3 separate regions of the Sus scrofa genome follow, and regions 1 and 2 are each linked to region 3. A link is a contact called in public Hi-C and HiChIP or PLAC-seq data. All regions are on one chromosome and are shown on one strand. The core of a region is the stretch at or near the end of the contact, and the rest is flanking DNA. Distances in the headings are between cores, read along the strand shown.

The links. Hi-C and Micro-C count contacts between places; a contact is called where the count stands out from the background. HiChIP or PLAC-seq counts read pairs in DNA pulled down with a chosen protein or histone mark.
Region 1: a Hi-C map of liver shows a contact between it and region 3, with 4 times the contacts expected there. The contact joins the promoter of BLZF1 here to the promoter of F5 in region 3. A contact is called at or near these places in 1 of 5 promoter capture datasets (liver), 2 of 47 Hi-C or Micro-C datasets (both in liver) and 1 of 2 datasets of contacts at active chromatin or transcription factors (alveolar macrophages).
Region 2: a contact with region 3 is called in an H3K27ac HiChIP or PLAC-seq map of alveolar macrophages. The contact joins the promoter of METTL18 here to the promoter of F5 in region 3. A contact is called at or near these places in 1 of 5 promoter capture datasets (liver), 3 of 47 Hi-C or Micro-C datasets (embryonic fibroblasts and epiblast stem cells) and 1 of 2 datasets of contacts at active chromatin or transcription factors (alveolar macrophages).

Annotation. Positions count from the first base shown.
Region 1 is chr4:81,638,272-81,643,073 of Sscrofa11.1, reverse strand. BLZF1 (golgin-45) reads left to right here and starts at 3,286. Exons shown (of 7, transcript XM_003355067.4): 1 at 3,286-3,661. It overlaps NME7 (nucleoside diphosphate kinase 7), which reads right to left and starts at 3,167. Exons shown (of 13, transcript XM_021089439.1): 1 at 3,033-3,167. The coding sequence starts at 3,035.
Region 2 is chr4:81,213,469-81,218,099 of Sscrofa11.1, reverse strand. It overlaps METTL18 (histidine protein methyltransferase 1 homolog), which reads right to left and starts at 1,993. Exons shown (of 2, transcript XM_021089436.1): 1 at 1,839-1,993; 2 at 1-884. The coding sequence starts at 674. It overlaps C4H1orf112, which reads left to right and starts at 2,006. Exons shown (of 24, transcript XM_001928004.6): 1 at 2,006-2,185. The coding sequence starts at 2,075.
Region 3 is chr4:81,400,642-81,405,182 of Sscrofa11.1, reverse strand. F5 (coagulation factor V) reads right to left here and starts at 1,910. Exons shown (of 25, transcript NM_214120.1): 1 at 1,654-1,910. The coding sequence starts at 1,811. It overlaps SELP (selectin P), which reads right to left. Exons shown (of 13, transcript NM_214078.1): 13 at 3,943-4,541.

The sequences.
Region 1 (4,802 bases), core at 2,037-4,536, 240 kb before region 3:
TTGTTGGGAATTCTGAATGAAAAAATATCAGACAGGCACAAAAAAACAGTATTCCACAAATGTCACTTACTATCTCCCTATGCCATGGTACAGATCACCAAATTCCAGCTATTGAAATTCTATTCCACTTGCTTTGTGGATTTTCTGATTCTGAAAAGTGAAAATTCCATCCTCCAATATCCCCCAAGTACTTGGTACCCTCACAGACACTTAACACATTCTTATTTTTTTTTAATTTATTCAGCTGAGTGCCTAATACAATCTAAGCAATGGCAGTGAACAAAATAAAGATCCATTCCTCTAACAGATCAAGTCTAGTAAGAGTGACAAACCTATTAAATAATTTCAACTGAATGTGGTAAGTACAATAAGAGAAATGTGTACTGTGTAAAGTTGTGACAAAAAAAGAATGAAGAGTCAACTCTCTCTGAGTAGAGAAAGAAGAAAAACACCTAACCTAGGAATGAAGAATCAATAGGAGTTTGGCTAGCAAACATGGCAGTAAAGGTATTCCAGGTGGAAGGAACAGCATGTGCAAAGTAGAGGAAAGAGGCTTACCACCAGTTTGCAGTTGCTTGGAATGTTCAATGAAAAGGCAAGTAACTAAAAGAATGTCTAAGAAAGTTTCATGACAGAAGCAAGACAGGTTAAGTCCTAGATCATAGAAGGCTTTGTATGCCATTCCAGATAGGCTGAATTTTTATACTGTTGGGAATGAGGAGTCTAGAGTTCTAAAGCGGTAATTAACATCAACAGATTTAGGGTTCAGTAAATTCCTTCTTGTGGTAGAGAAAATAATGAATTGAAGAATTACCAGACCAGAGTGTTAAAGACACTACTACAACAGTGCAAGCAAAAGCTGAGGAGATCTCGGAGTTCCCGTCGTGGCACAGTGGAAATGAATCCAACTAGGAACCATGGGGTTGTAGGTTCTATCCCTGGCCTCGCTCAGTGGGTTAAGGATCCAGAGTTGCCATGAGCTGTGGTGTAGGTTGCAGAGGCTGCTCAGATTTGGCATTACTGTGGCTGAAGCATAGGCTGGTAGCCGTAGCTCTGATTACACCCCTAGCCTAGGAATCTCCATAAGCCTCGGGTGAAGGCCTAAAAAAAGCGAAGGAAAAAAAAAAAAGAATTGAGGAAATCTGAAACTAAACCAGAATCAGGTGACCAACTGAACAGAGAAGACATAGGAGAGAAAGGAGTGTAGGAAAACTCTGGTTTCTGGTTTAGGTTATAAATATAGTGGTAGCATCAACTTGGTGAAACAAAAAAAGCCAGGTGAAAAGACAGCAAGTTCAGTTTTGGTTGAGTTTGAGGGGCCTTTGTGGTAACCAGCTAGAAGTGTCCAGGTCTTACCAGATCTGAGATGAAACTGAAATTTAAGAATGAATGCTTACCAGGTCTGAGATGAAACTGAAATTTAAGAATGAATGCTTAGGCATTAGTGGAACACTTGTGTGTGGATGAAATCAGCCAAAGAAAATGGACAGACTAAGAAATTAAGGAATGAATCCCAGAGAATGGCATTTAAAAAGTAGGCAAAGCCAGTGGGGAAAAAAAAAAAGAAGGAATGAATGATGATGAGCTTCATCTATCAAAGAGAGGCTAAATAAATTTTGAGAAGAAACTCCTGGATTTGGCCATAAGAAATTTAAGCAAGAACAACTTCATGAAGCCATTAGAGGAATTCAGATAACTGAGTGCTGAGGATGAAAGTAAAGAGCTGAATTTGATACAAATGGAAGCACTATGCTTTCAAGCAGTTTACTGATAAATGGGAGGACTAGGCAATAAACTGAACGAACACAGGCTGGGGGTGTGCTTTTGTTTTATTTCATTTTCTTAAGGTGTATGGCTTGAACACGGGGGGGGGGGTGGGGGGAGAAGGAAATGGTGAGGAAGAGGCTGAAAGCACAGGAAAGAAAAAAATATAACCAAAAGCAGAAAGTCCTATAAGGAATGGGAGGGAATAAAATCTAGAGCAAAGATGGAAGCATTATCCTTCAATACCTGTTTCTCTGAACTAGAAACACAAGACCTAACAGAGAAAGAAGGGGTGGTGGGTGGATCTCTGTTTGTTGTTGCTGTTCTTTCTTTCTAGAGCCACACCTGTGGCATATATAAGTTCCCTCGCTAGGAGTCCAATCCGAAGCCTACACCACAGCAATGCCAGGTTCTGGCTAAATCCTAAGCGGCAGCTTGCAGCAATGCCAGATCCTTCACCCACTGAGCGAGGCCAGGGATCAAACCCACATCCTCATGGATACTACTCTGGTTTTTAATGCATAGAGCCACAACGGGAACTCTGGGTGGGTCTCCATATTTAATTTCATAGCCATACCTGGCATTCTCGAACATGTGATCGAATGAAAATCATCTATAGGCTTTTTTAAAAATGCAAATATGGAGCCTGTTTCTATTCATGCAGAATTTCTGAAGGTGAAGCTCTAGCAAGTGAATTTTCCAGAAGTGATTTCCAAGTGATATTATGGAGTATTCCTGTTAAAAGGTAATCAACTGTATAATTTAGGGCTAGTGCAAAATGCAGCTATTATTAGGTGGCCCTTAGGGTGTGGAACGGTACTCGGCCCTCAAGAGAGCAAAGACTACAGGATTCAGAGAGATTCGGATCAGTCATGAAAAAGTCAAATAAACATCACCACATACTTTTAAATGAAGCGTGTTAAAGTGAAGCTGAGAGGTTGAAAAAAATGCAATGATGAAAAATGCATACATCTCCAATGTTTGACCGAAATAAGGTCTCACCTCAGACTACTAGACTCCGTGTCTTAGCCTTAAACTTCCTGTCACAATACTCTACAGGCTCAGCAGGACCAAAGTGTAATTCAGGGTGCTGCAAGAAGTAGGGAAAGCGAGGAAATTGCACGGACAGTTCCTGGAAAGGGACAAAGAAATAACCAGCCGAAGGTAGAAGCGATCTGGATGCCTCTCAACGCCCAGACGCCCCAGGACCTGGGACAAAGCATAAACAAGACCGCGATGCCTTTCTTCTGACACCGCCTTGCACTCACCATCGCCTCGGGATCTCAGCACCAGGAAATAGGTAACTTTGCGACTGGAAAACACCTACACCAACACCAACGCCAGGTTACTCTGGCAACAGAGCCCCACCTACTGCCGGACTCGGAGCGGGCCGCCACTACCCCGCCCCTTTGTCCTTAGTGGCTGGGAGTAAATAGAGCTCCGCCCACCCAGCCGACCGACCCGCCCCTTCACGCCGTAGCTTGGAGCAACGGAACACCACCTACCTCTTTCCAGCATCATCACTTCCGTTTGGTTGAAAGGCGACCCGGAAGTTCAGGCTTATATGCGGCTAGGGTCCAAGTATTCTTTTTTTTATTTTTTAATAAGAGTCTACCCAGTTTTGTTTTACTGAAGTCTTGAATCGTATATTCTGCGTCACTGCGTCACTTGAGTTTAAATGGCACCAAAAGTGTTTTCCTTCTGAAAAGTATTCCGGAAACGAAACCCTGAGTAATCGGAAGTAATTAGCCGTGAACCAAAAGCTTGATGTCCCCAAGGTTGGGGCGGATCGGCTTCGGAATGCTAGAGGAGTGTGCGCGGAAGTTAACCCGTGATATCTAGCCAAAGAACCTGTAAAGTGAGGCCCCCTGCAATTGGGAGAGTAAGAATCTGAGAGGTAAGTCCAGGAAAGGGCTTGTGTAACTGAGAGGGGATTTTGGAAAGGGACAGAGGTTTGGATTGAAGTGTGTTGTTCATTCAGTCGCTTTAGATTTAAGGAAAGGTTGCCCGTTGTTCCAGGAAGGTTTGTTCAGACAGGGACGGAACTTTGGATTTGACTTCTGGGGATGGCAGAGGTTGACAGGATTGTCGCTTCCACTCCTGCCACCTTCATACCTGTTACACACTCCAGACCCACCCCCACCCCCTTCAATTAGTATTTGCCTGCAGACCTTTGTACATTTCCCTGCGCATCTTCCGAGGGTTCATTGCTCTTGCGAAGGGTCTTTGGAGAGCTATTTTTCAGAACAGTGGCGGCGGGGGTGTGACTTTTAAGGAAGGTAGGCACGGAAGACGCTATGCTGAGTTATATCGAGTACTCAAGAGTTATCATTTTTGTGAGTGAAACCATTTGTCATCTAGTGCCTGGTTCATCATTCGTGATCACTGCATTAGTATTACCTTCCTTCTCATGTTCTCGCCTGAATCTTAGTAAGACTAAGATTTAGTAAGGTCATGCATACATTCTGAAAATATATGCTATGACATTTTAATTTTTACCAAGAAATGCAAATTAAGTTATTATGAATTTTTTGTCACTTGTTAAACATCTAAACAGAAGCTCCTCTGTCATGTAGTGAACAAAATAGTGTCCATGTCTCCTGAGAAGGTAATTACTTTAATACCTTTTTTTTTCCCCTTTTTTGGGCTGCATCCGCAGTATTTGGAGTTTCCTAGGCTAGGGGTGGAATCCGAGCTAAGCTGCTGGCCTACAACACAGCCACAACAGCACACTATCCAAGCTGTCTCTGCGACCTACACCGAAGCTCATGGCAACACCAGTTCCTTAACCTACTGATCTAGGCCAGGGATTGAACCCGCAACCTCACGGTTGCTAGACGGATTCGTTTCCACTGCACCAGGACTGGAATTCCTAATTACTTTTAAGTTCCTGGTATCTATCAATAATACAGAGCACCTGTAGTAACTACAGTACTATTTCTGAGCTAAATTTAAGGACGCATATCTGATAATTTAGAGTATATAGGTGATAATTTAGAGTATACCAGTGAAGCAGGAATTTGAAAGTAAACCACCTC
Region 2 (4,631 bases), core at 744-3,243, 190 kb after region 3:
TCATCAATCACCACACTGTTATAATCTTGAAAATGAATTTCTTTGGCCCCTCCCTTGAATGCCATTATACCCAGCAACCCTGAACCACAACCAAGGTCCAACACTTTTTTCCCAGCAAATTTCACTTTGGCCTTTGTAAAATAGGCCAGGAGGTCAAAGGTACACTCCCAGATTTTTAAACCTCCTTCATAAACACCTGTAATCAGATCAGAGTGAGAAGAAAAGCTTTTTGAAATGATGTTTTCTCCAGAAAAGTTATCTTTCAAAAGGATGGTTTTCACTACTGATATGTTAACATGCTGAAGGCCTGGTAATGTTTCTATGACTTTACTTTCTAACACTTTCTTTAAATCTTTAGGCAGAGCATGTTCTTTGGCAACTCTCAAGCAGGGCTTTTTTTCATATGGCTCCAGGTTACTTAAACTGTTCGTTCCATTGAGTGAGTGGTCTGTGTCTTGAGAGGGAGCTGCATTTCCCCCTGACTGATGTTCCCACAAAAGATCCTGAAGCAAGTCAAACTGTTCTGTAGAAGATTTTTTATCACTGTGTTTACCTTTTTGTCTTTCTGAGACTGAAGACTCTTTAGAGAAATCCAGGGCCAAAGCTCCATCTTCAAGGGGTATTAATTCATCTTCCAGATGGTCTTCTATTGTGAAATTAAACTGAAAAGGCATTCTCTCATTAAGTGCACACAATCCTTAAACTCAAAGGAAGATTCTTCAACTTCTGGATAGAACTGATGACACGCACAAAACCCTGCCTCAATTATTTAGTTAATTTTGTTGGAGGCCTACTTCTCTTTAGCTGCTTATACACAGTTACAAATATTTAGGGATATTTCCAGATGATTTTTTAGAGGTCTTTACTCTTCTTTCAATTTAGCTCTAGATGGGGAAAAAAAAAAAAAAAAAAAAAAAAAGGAAATTGTTATTAAAAAGCAAAATGACACATTTGGTTTACACCTAATATTCAATAGCCCCCAGTCCCCAGCCCCACCCCCAACCAGCTGCCTTTTCTATGAATGCTGTGGAGGGAGATGAAGACATTTGGAAACGTACACACTCTTCAGGGTTCAAAAGCTGGAAAAAAGAATAAACTATAAAAACAAACAAAATGACAACAGCGGCAACAACTAGAAATAACAGAAGTACAAAATTCTCAGGCATCATCCGTCATAACCTTGCCCAAACATATTTATTTCCCAAACAGCCAGAATCTCTTCACTTCAGTCTGTTACAGTTTCGAGTAACGACTTCAAGCCTATACTTGGTAAATGAGCGTCCTTTTAAAAAAACATGCACAGGTATACTCTGGTGTGTGTAAATTCATACAAATGACCTCACTACAAACATTCAGCGGCCATCTGCAGCTCTAAGGGTATGGGAGTCGGGTACCTGTGGAGAAATTAGTAAAGATCACTTTGACACAAAATAAGGGCACTGAGCTAGGTGAAGAGGCCCGTAGAAAATGGGAGGAACTTTATCGAGACTCTTCTCTGCATCTACCTATTGTGCAGACACTTAATACATACCAACTGCTTCGATCTGCACAACAATTCTGGCAGGTGGGGTCTTTATCCTCATTACTTATGATATACAGGGAAGGATCACACATTAAGTGAGTAGTTTCTGCTTCCCTACACCGCAGGGCTTGGGGTCATTTCCGGCTGCAGGTCCCGGGTCAAACCCAACTCCAGACGTGCAATCTCAAAGCCCCAAGGGACGGAGGATAGCAAATCTAGGGACTCACATCCCCCTCCCCCATCTCCAGCGTTTCAAAGCAACACTAACGTGATCCAGACCTGGGGAAGCTCGCCCGCCCGCAGGTTCGCAGCTCACCGGGTGGGAGAACTCCAGCCAGACCCTCCAGACTGAAAGTGCACACCAGTGAGTTGAGTCCTCCTCAGGCCAGACAAACCCGACTCTCTTCCCAGACGTGTTCTTCCTGGACTCACCAAGGAAAGGCGCGCGCTTGCTCTCTATGGTTTTGGCTCGCAAGGCCTGCCGGGACGGTGGGGGTTTCCGGTCTTGGCTTTGGCGGGAGCGCTTGGAAGCTTTGGTAGTAGAGCTAAACGATGTCTCAGGAACGGGCGGTCCCAGCGAGCGCGGTTGCCCTGGAAGAATTAAGTAGCTGGCCGGAGGAGGTCTGCCGCCGGGAACTGCCGTCTGTCCTGCCTCGGCTCCTTATATCCTTCATTGTCACTTCTACTTAGGGTTGTGGGGCGGGTCTTCACTTTCCCTCCTGTGCCTCATCCCGGCTCCCGGGGGCCGTGTTGTGTTCCTGCGGCTTCAACCCTCTTGCTTTCTTTGTTGCTAAGCGAGATAAATAAGCGAGGGAATGAAAAGCAGGAAAGAGTCGTAGGTACCGAGGCCGAAGTCATGCCTGGCTTTGGCCCTGGAAGGACTCGCAGAGGTGTTGTGCCAGTGATTTTGGCAGTGGATGTGGCGTTTTCTTCCATTCCGCTGGGCCTTTGCGTTGTGCTGTACCTGCAATTAAGTGTGACTTCTGCATGGGGGGAGCGGGGGAGGCAAGGACTCAGACTTGAGAGGTAAGCTGAGCTGACTCTGAAGGTAGTAGAGAGAGGAGATACTCTGAGGTCTTACCTCTAAAATGGGTGATGAAAATGAATACTCTCCTCACTATTGTGAGAATCAAATTGAAGGACGTAGTTCTCCCATGATGCCAAGTCTGTAAAAGATGTTAAGTAAATAAAAGTGTTCTTCCCCTCCCATTTTCGAACCTTTTTTCCTTTATTGCTGGGGAATAGGAGTTGCTTTCTTGGTCATTAGCTTTGATCAGCTGGGTTTGAGGTATTTAAGGCCTGCGTTGTCCAGGTGCGGATTATTTTTAATCAGGCTAATCCTGTTTTGGTTGTAATGTGCTTGAAGTCCTAGCCCTTCATGTTAAAGGATAATTTTTGTTTATTTCTTAAACAGCTTTGAGGACATAAAACTTCATAAGAATACACTCAAAAAAAAAAAAAAAAAAACCCTTCACTTTAGAGAGTCTGAATACTGCACAAATACTTTACAGTAGAGGCCAAATGTAAATATTGCTGTCACATCGAAGTCATTCTCCTGGGCATTGCCATAGGTACCAAAGCCTTTTCTTAGTCCTTATGTAGGTATGGAATTGCTGTCCTAAAGGAATTTGGCTTGGAAAACAAATAGTCGTCCTCCTCATCTGTTACTACATGCATAATATGTACCAGGGAGGGTATTAATCTTTGGGGGAACAGAGAAAAGGAACATGGTTCCTCTTTCACCCCTTGAGGTTATAGGGAGATTTCAGTAATTGAAAATCAACATCCCACTTGGTTTTGCATCTTAAACTTAACCCAAACATGTTCTTTCCCCAACTTTCTTCATCTATATAAATGATTTCTCAAGCCAAAACCTTCAATCTTCTCTTTATCACATCCAGTCAGCATTTCTTTTGTTTCTGACTTTTTTTTTTTTTTTTCCCTTTACTTTTTAGGGCCCTAGGTGCAGCACATAGAAAGAAAAATAATAATTCTCTTACTCATGTCCTCTTATTATCCATTCTCCAAAAGAAGTTCAGAGTGGAAAACACTGTGTAATTCCCCAGGCTTCTTAACAAATTAGTAATAAAATCTAAACTTTTACCTTCAAGGCTCCTCAGGTTTTAAGCTTTGTCCTTCTCTCCCAACTGCCTCACTCTATTTGATCCACAAGTACAGGAAGCCTTTTTATTTTTTAAAAAATTTTTATTTATTTATTTATTTTTGCTTTTTAGGGCCACACCCATGGCATATGGAGGTTCCCAGGCTAGAGGTCGAATCCAAGCTACAGCTGCTGGCCTACGCCAGATCCTTAACCCACTGAACGAGGCCAACGGTTGAACCCACAAACTCATGGTTCCGGTTGGATGCGTTTCTGCTGCACCATGACAGGAACTCCAGAAAGCCTTTTTAAACCACCCTCCAGTGGCTTCTTAACAAGTTAGTAATCTAAACTTTTATCTTCAAGGCTTCTCATCTTTTAAGCTTTGTCCTTCTCTCCTAACTACCTCACTACATTAGATCCACAAGTACAGGAAGCTCAGCCAGCTCAGGATCTTCATGTTTGCTGATTTCTTGAGCCTCGTTCTTCCAGCCTTTTGTTCATCTCATTCAGGCCCCGGCTCAAATGTAACCTCAGTGGTCCTTTTGCAGAGCTCTCAATCTTAGGTGGTTCCCCCAAACCCAGTCTGTAATGCTTATCACATTGCTCTATTCAGTTTTCTGAAGAAAAATTATCATTAATAGAAATTGTCTTCTTTACTTTCTTTTTTGCTTTTCCTCACTATATGAAGTTCACAAATGCAGGGATTTTGTTTTCACTGTATTGTTTCCAGCTCCTAGAATAGTGCCTGGCACATAGGAAGCATTCGGTGAAGGGCTAAGAAAAGAAATTGTCTTGTTTTAAAACTGCCTGGAAGTCTCATTAGTTAATTTTTTTTTCCAGTTTGTGGTTTTATTTTATCTTCAACACTTTCAACAAATGAAAGAAGTTTTCAGTAAATCCACAATCATAACACCTTAACTAATTATTTTCTTGTTTTGCCTTTTACACATTATTTTCCAGTTGTTACCTGAATGCCTACATAATCATGACTTATGCTTAATTTTG
Region 3 (4,541 bases), core at 661-3,160:
GATCCTGCATTGCTGTGGCTGTGGCATAGGCCGGCAGCAACAGCTCTGATTAGAACCACCATATGCTTCGGGTATGGCCCTAAAAAGCAAAACAAACAAACAAACAAAACCTAAAGATATGACATAATTTGAGGTGCAAAAATATGGATAGTTGGTTCATGTATGGTCAACTGTATGGTTTTGACTCAATAATTGATTGATATGAGAGGAACAACTCTCCCCTGAATTCTGGAAACTCAGCCACAGAGTAAGAGTATAGGATGATCAGTCATGGCTCTGGATGTGAATTCACCATGTGAATCAGCCTCATGTGGTTCTGCCTACAGAATTCTGCTTGTGATTCTTCGTGTTAATTATGGAAGATGATTATTTCATAATAATGAAAACTTCCAAGCACAAGCACCGTGTGACAAAGAAAAGCCAGTAACAAAATTAATGTTCTACCCATGAGCAGGAAAATTAATGTTGGAAAGACTGTCATTTCCTTTGGGGTTGTAGTTAGTAGTAGTTCCCTAATGTTGTGGGTGTGACCTAGATTATCACCTTGAAATGCAATGTTTTAAATGACTTTTTTTTAAAAAAAGAGAGATTTCTTATTATTACAAGACCAGATACTATGTAATACCCTCCAAAATAACCCAGTTACAAAGAAAAGATTTTAAAAGGGTTAATATTATGCACTAAAAGGCTCAAAATATTACAATATTTTCTTGGCAGATCGCTTTGGTTTCGAAATTATAAAAGAGGAACATATCTTTCACAATTGTTTAAGCTGTGATGTTAAGTTAAAAGAAAACTTAGTCACATTAGCAGTTTATCATTAAAAGAAATAAAAATGTAGCTAACCAGAAATATTGAGTAGAACCTATAATTTGTTTAATTTCTGAGAAGTCTTGTTTGTAAGCTTTCAATTAGGAAAAACAGTTTTGTGACTCAAGTATACTTTTATTATTTAAACCCCCTTGTAGTTACATATGCCCTTTAATAGTGACTCCACCAAAATAGCCAGTTTAGACCATATCCCAGGGAGTGATTAAGAATGAGAGAAAAACAACGAGCCACATGCAGCAGAAAAAGGTAAAGGAACAACAATGTCCATTTTTATGAACTGATGATGTTTTGAAAGTCATCTATAAGAAAACAAAACCCTAAATTATGACAATTGTTGAATAATCAGCTTATAAGAAAGTGCAAGGTATATTCATCTTTAGTTGTAGAAGATGAAGCCGTGTGGAATAAATAATATGTAAATGGAAGTTTAATAAAAATACCAGGCTACTAAAAATCTGGAACAGGAGTTTGCAGGAAAGGCTAATGACCTAGGTACCTGGTGCTTTTGAATCAATCAATATATTAAAGAAACAGTCGATCGTGCTAACAAAACTGCATTAACAACAAACTCTTGAAAGCAGTATCTAGGCAATGAAACAATATTTTCTATATCTTCACAATGGTAAACTGTATTATTGTGGGCAAAATGAGCATCCACCAGGTTTAGTTTATTCATTTTACTTCCCTATTTACTGTATTTACCTACCTGAAGTTGGGGCGAGGGTGAGGGGAAGGGAACAATGGAATTGCAAAGGAATGATCTCTAAAAGAAATAGATTATCCTTCCTAGAGAAGCCCACCCAGACACCACACCTGCCTTACCTGGGGTGTGTGGGCTCAGGGTGATAGTTCCAGCTGATGCTCTGAGCAGCCACGTAGAACTGTCTTACCCTCGCTGCTTCAGTCCCTAGGTTTCCCCAGGCTGCCCAGCTGGTGCCCAGGACCACAAGGACCCAGGGGCAAGGGAGAGCTGGGAACATGGTTCCTTTCTGCTCCTCCCTGCCGTCACCACCCCAGGGAGGGTGGAATGCCGAGGCGGATTGCGCTCGCTTCGATGGCTGTCCGCTGTTGGCACTGCAGTGAGCTCAGGGAGGCTGCGGGTGGCAGTGTCCTCCTCCCCTTTGGCTCTCCCGGGAGGCTTCCACGGCAGCGTTGGCTGCAGCCTGGGGCTGTCCCCACCTCCTGGGACCTTTCCAGGCGGGGGTTGGCTAAGTCACTGCCCCAGATGACTGGAGATATTAGGGAGAGCAACTGGGTTAGTGACTGTTTTACTACAGATGAAGGAGGGACAGAGATCAGAGGCTCTAGCAGGTGGGGCAATGCTCAGGGATTCAGGAAACAGGGCAAAACTGTACTCCTGCACTTCTACCTGCTAACTCCTCTGAGCAGGAGCCCCAGCCAACAACACAACCGCCTGGGGCAAAGGTCACACTTCCCAGACCCTCTGCAATTCCCAATGCAACGGAACCCCAAACCCTCAACCATACTACACTCCTTCTGATCTAAGGAAAACAGCATTATACCCTGTTACTAGGCACAGAAATACTGCATTTTCAGGTGGTGAGGAAGCAAGGGGGATGAGCAAACGAATGGGACCTGCTGGCCTGGCCCACTTTACTGAATTTATGGTCAGTTCTGTCTTGACTAGGGCAGTGGCCACCTAAGGCAGAATGCAGGGCTTAAAGAGCTTCCCTAAGAGAATCAGTTAGATCAAATTTCAATCCCACCTATTAGCTGCGTCCTCTTGGATAAGTTACTTAGCTTCTTTGGAGCTCGGTTTTGACATCTGCAAAACAGAGATGACAATAGTAGTTTTCCCCATTAGGGTTGTTGGGAGAGTAAAAGAAAACTGTGAAGTTTACAGTTACCAGCAATTGGAAAGCACACAGCACATGTTTATTACAGTGATTATATTTTTCCTGCCTCCAGGGACCCTTATAGAGGACCTGGGTGTGTCATACAGCCTTGAGATATGATTTGGCTACTTATAGAGAATCTGAGGATTATATTGTCAGAAACTTCATTGTAACATATCCCGGGTTCCCTGAATCTACATGCCTCTAAGCTTCTGCCTTATGATTTGTCTCATCAGATTCAATACATTGTAATTTAGCACCTCAGGTGAGGTCTGGGTGATGTCAGGTCCCTCGACATTTTCACATCCCTATAAATTCTTCTGTCTGTGCCCCTTGGCTTATATTATTTGACCAATTTAGAATGCCACTCTCTTCCTCTTTGCTGTCCACTCTTTAAAGTCCAGAGTTCTGCTTATCTCCTTGAGCCTGGGCCAAATAGACATTTCCATATTATGAATTTCTACCACACACTTCAAATAATATACTCCTGTTAATTACCCACTGTCTCTTTTCTTTGTAAGAGTGTCTATTGTGTCCCCAACTGGATTATAAACTTTCGAGGGCAGGAGCAGGGCCTTATTCTTTCTGTATCTATAATATCAGTCGGTCACAAAGCTGGTAAACCATCAGAATTCTCTGGGAAGTTTTTACAAAATGTAGCTTCTGACTCAGGATAATCACCTGATAATCATCGTCCTGTAATACCGAACCTAGTGATTGGCAAAAAATAAGCAGTCAGAGATGCCATGGACAGTAGAGGAGAGAAACTTTTTAAAAGCAATGTGTCCCTAAATCCCAAGGTTATTACCAAAATTCTTGCAAAATTCTTTTAACCTTTAGTTAGACTGTTACACCATTTTTATTTGCAAGCTTTATTTGCGTTTTTATTTGCTTGTTTACCTAGTGTCACATGTTCATTGCCTCACATTTCACAGAGACAGGACAACTATATTGTTTGGCTGTCTTTTTTTTTTTTTTGCATCAGTTTCAGAACTTTCAACAACCTATTTATTAAGCATGTGAATTAAAGAACATGGAAAACACATCTGTTCTTCCCTATAGAACATTCATTCAGATGATAAAGACCTTTTCTGCTTTTCTGACTTTCTTCTTGTGTGTATGGGGGTAGAAAGATATATATTTGCTAACCGAAGGGGTGAGCTGTAATTGGGACAACTGTAATTGCGCATTACATTGATTTAAATAAGGTGATGAACATAGACTTTATTCAACAAAACACCAAATAATAGAACAATGGCATTTGGGGAAATCCTTTTAATTAAACATTCACATATTGGTCTTTGGGTCTTTGGGTCTTTTGGCGGGGAGAGTGACAGTAGAGGGAAAGTCTACAGTGACATGTACCTTCCGGTCCTAATTCTCAGTCTTCTGCGGCCTCTGGTGCCATCCAGAGGCTTCTCTGCAACCTCTCAGCAGAGGTCTAAAAGGCTTCATAAAAGGCAAGCACTGAAGATCCCAGGAGGTCCTACAGAAGTTCCCTCTCATCAGAGATGCTGCCTGCTTTCCAAAAAAGTAGAGGATGACTTCCTCCAATCCAAAAATAAAGAGACCTTTTTATTTTTCCACAGTCTGGCCTTCTGGTGAGTCAGATGCTCCAGGCTGTAGCTAATTAGTATCTCAAGTGACAGCTGGGGCAAAGCCCACAGACCACTTCAGAAACATGCAGTCCCAGTTCCTGAGTCTTGGGTTGGAGGAAGAGGAAATGGTGCAGGAAGGGGCAGTGGGTAGAGTTGGGGCTTGTGGTACAATTCTTCTGCTCTGGTCTAGAGCTTATCTAAAGGAAATTCCATGTCCTTTATTCACAAGTATTTACAGAAAACTGCAGTAGATATG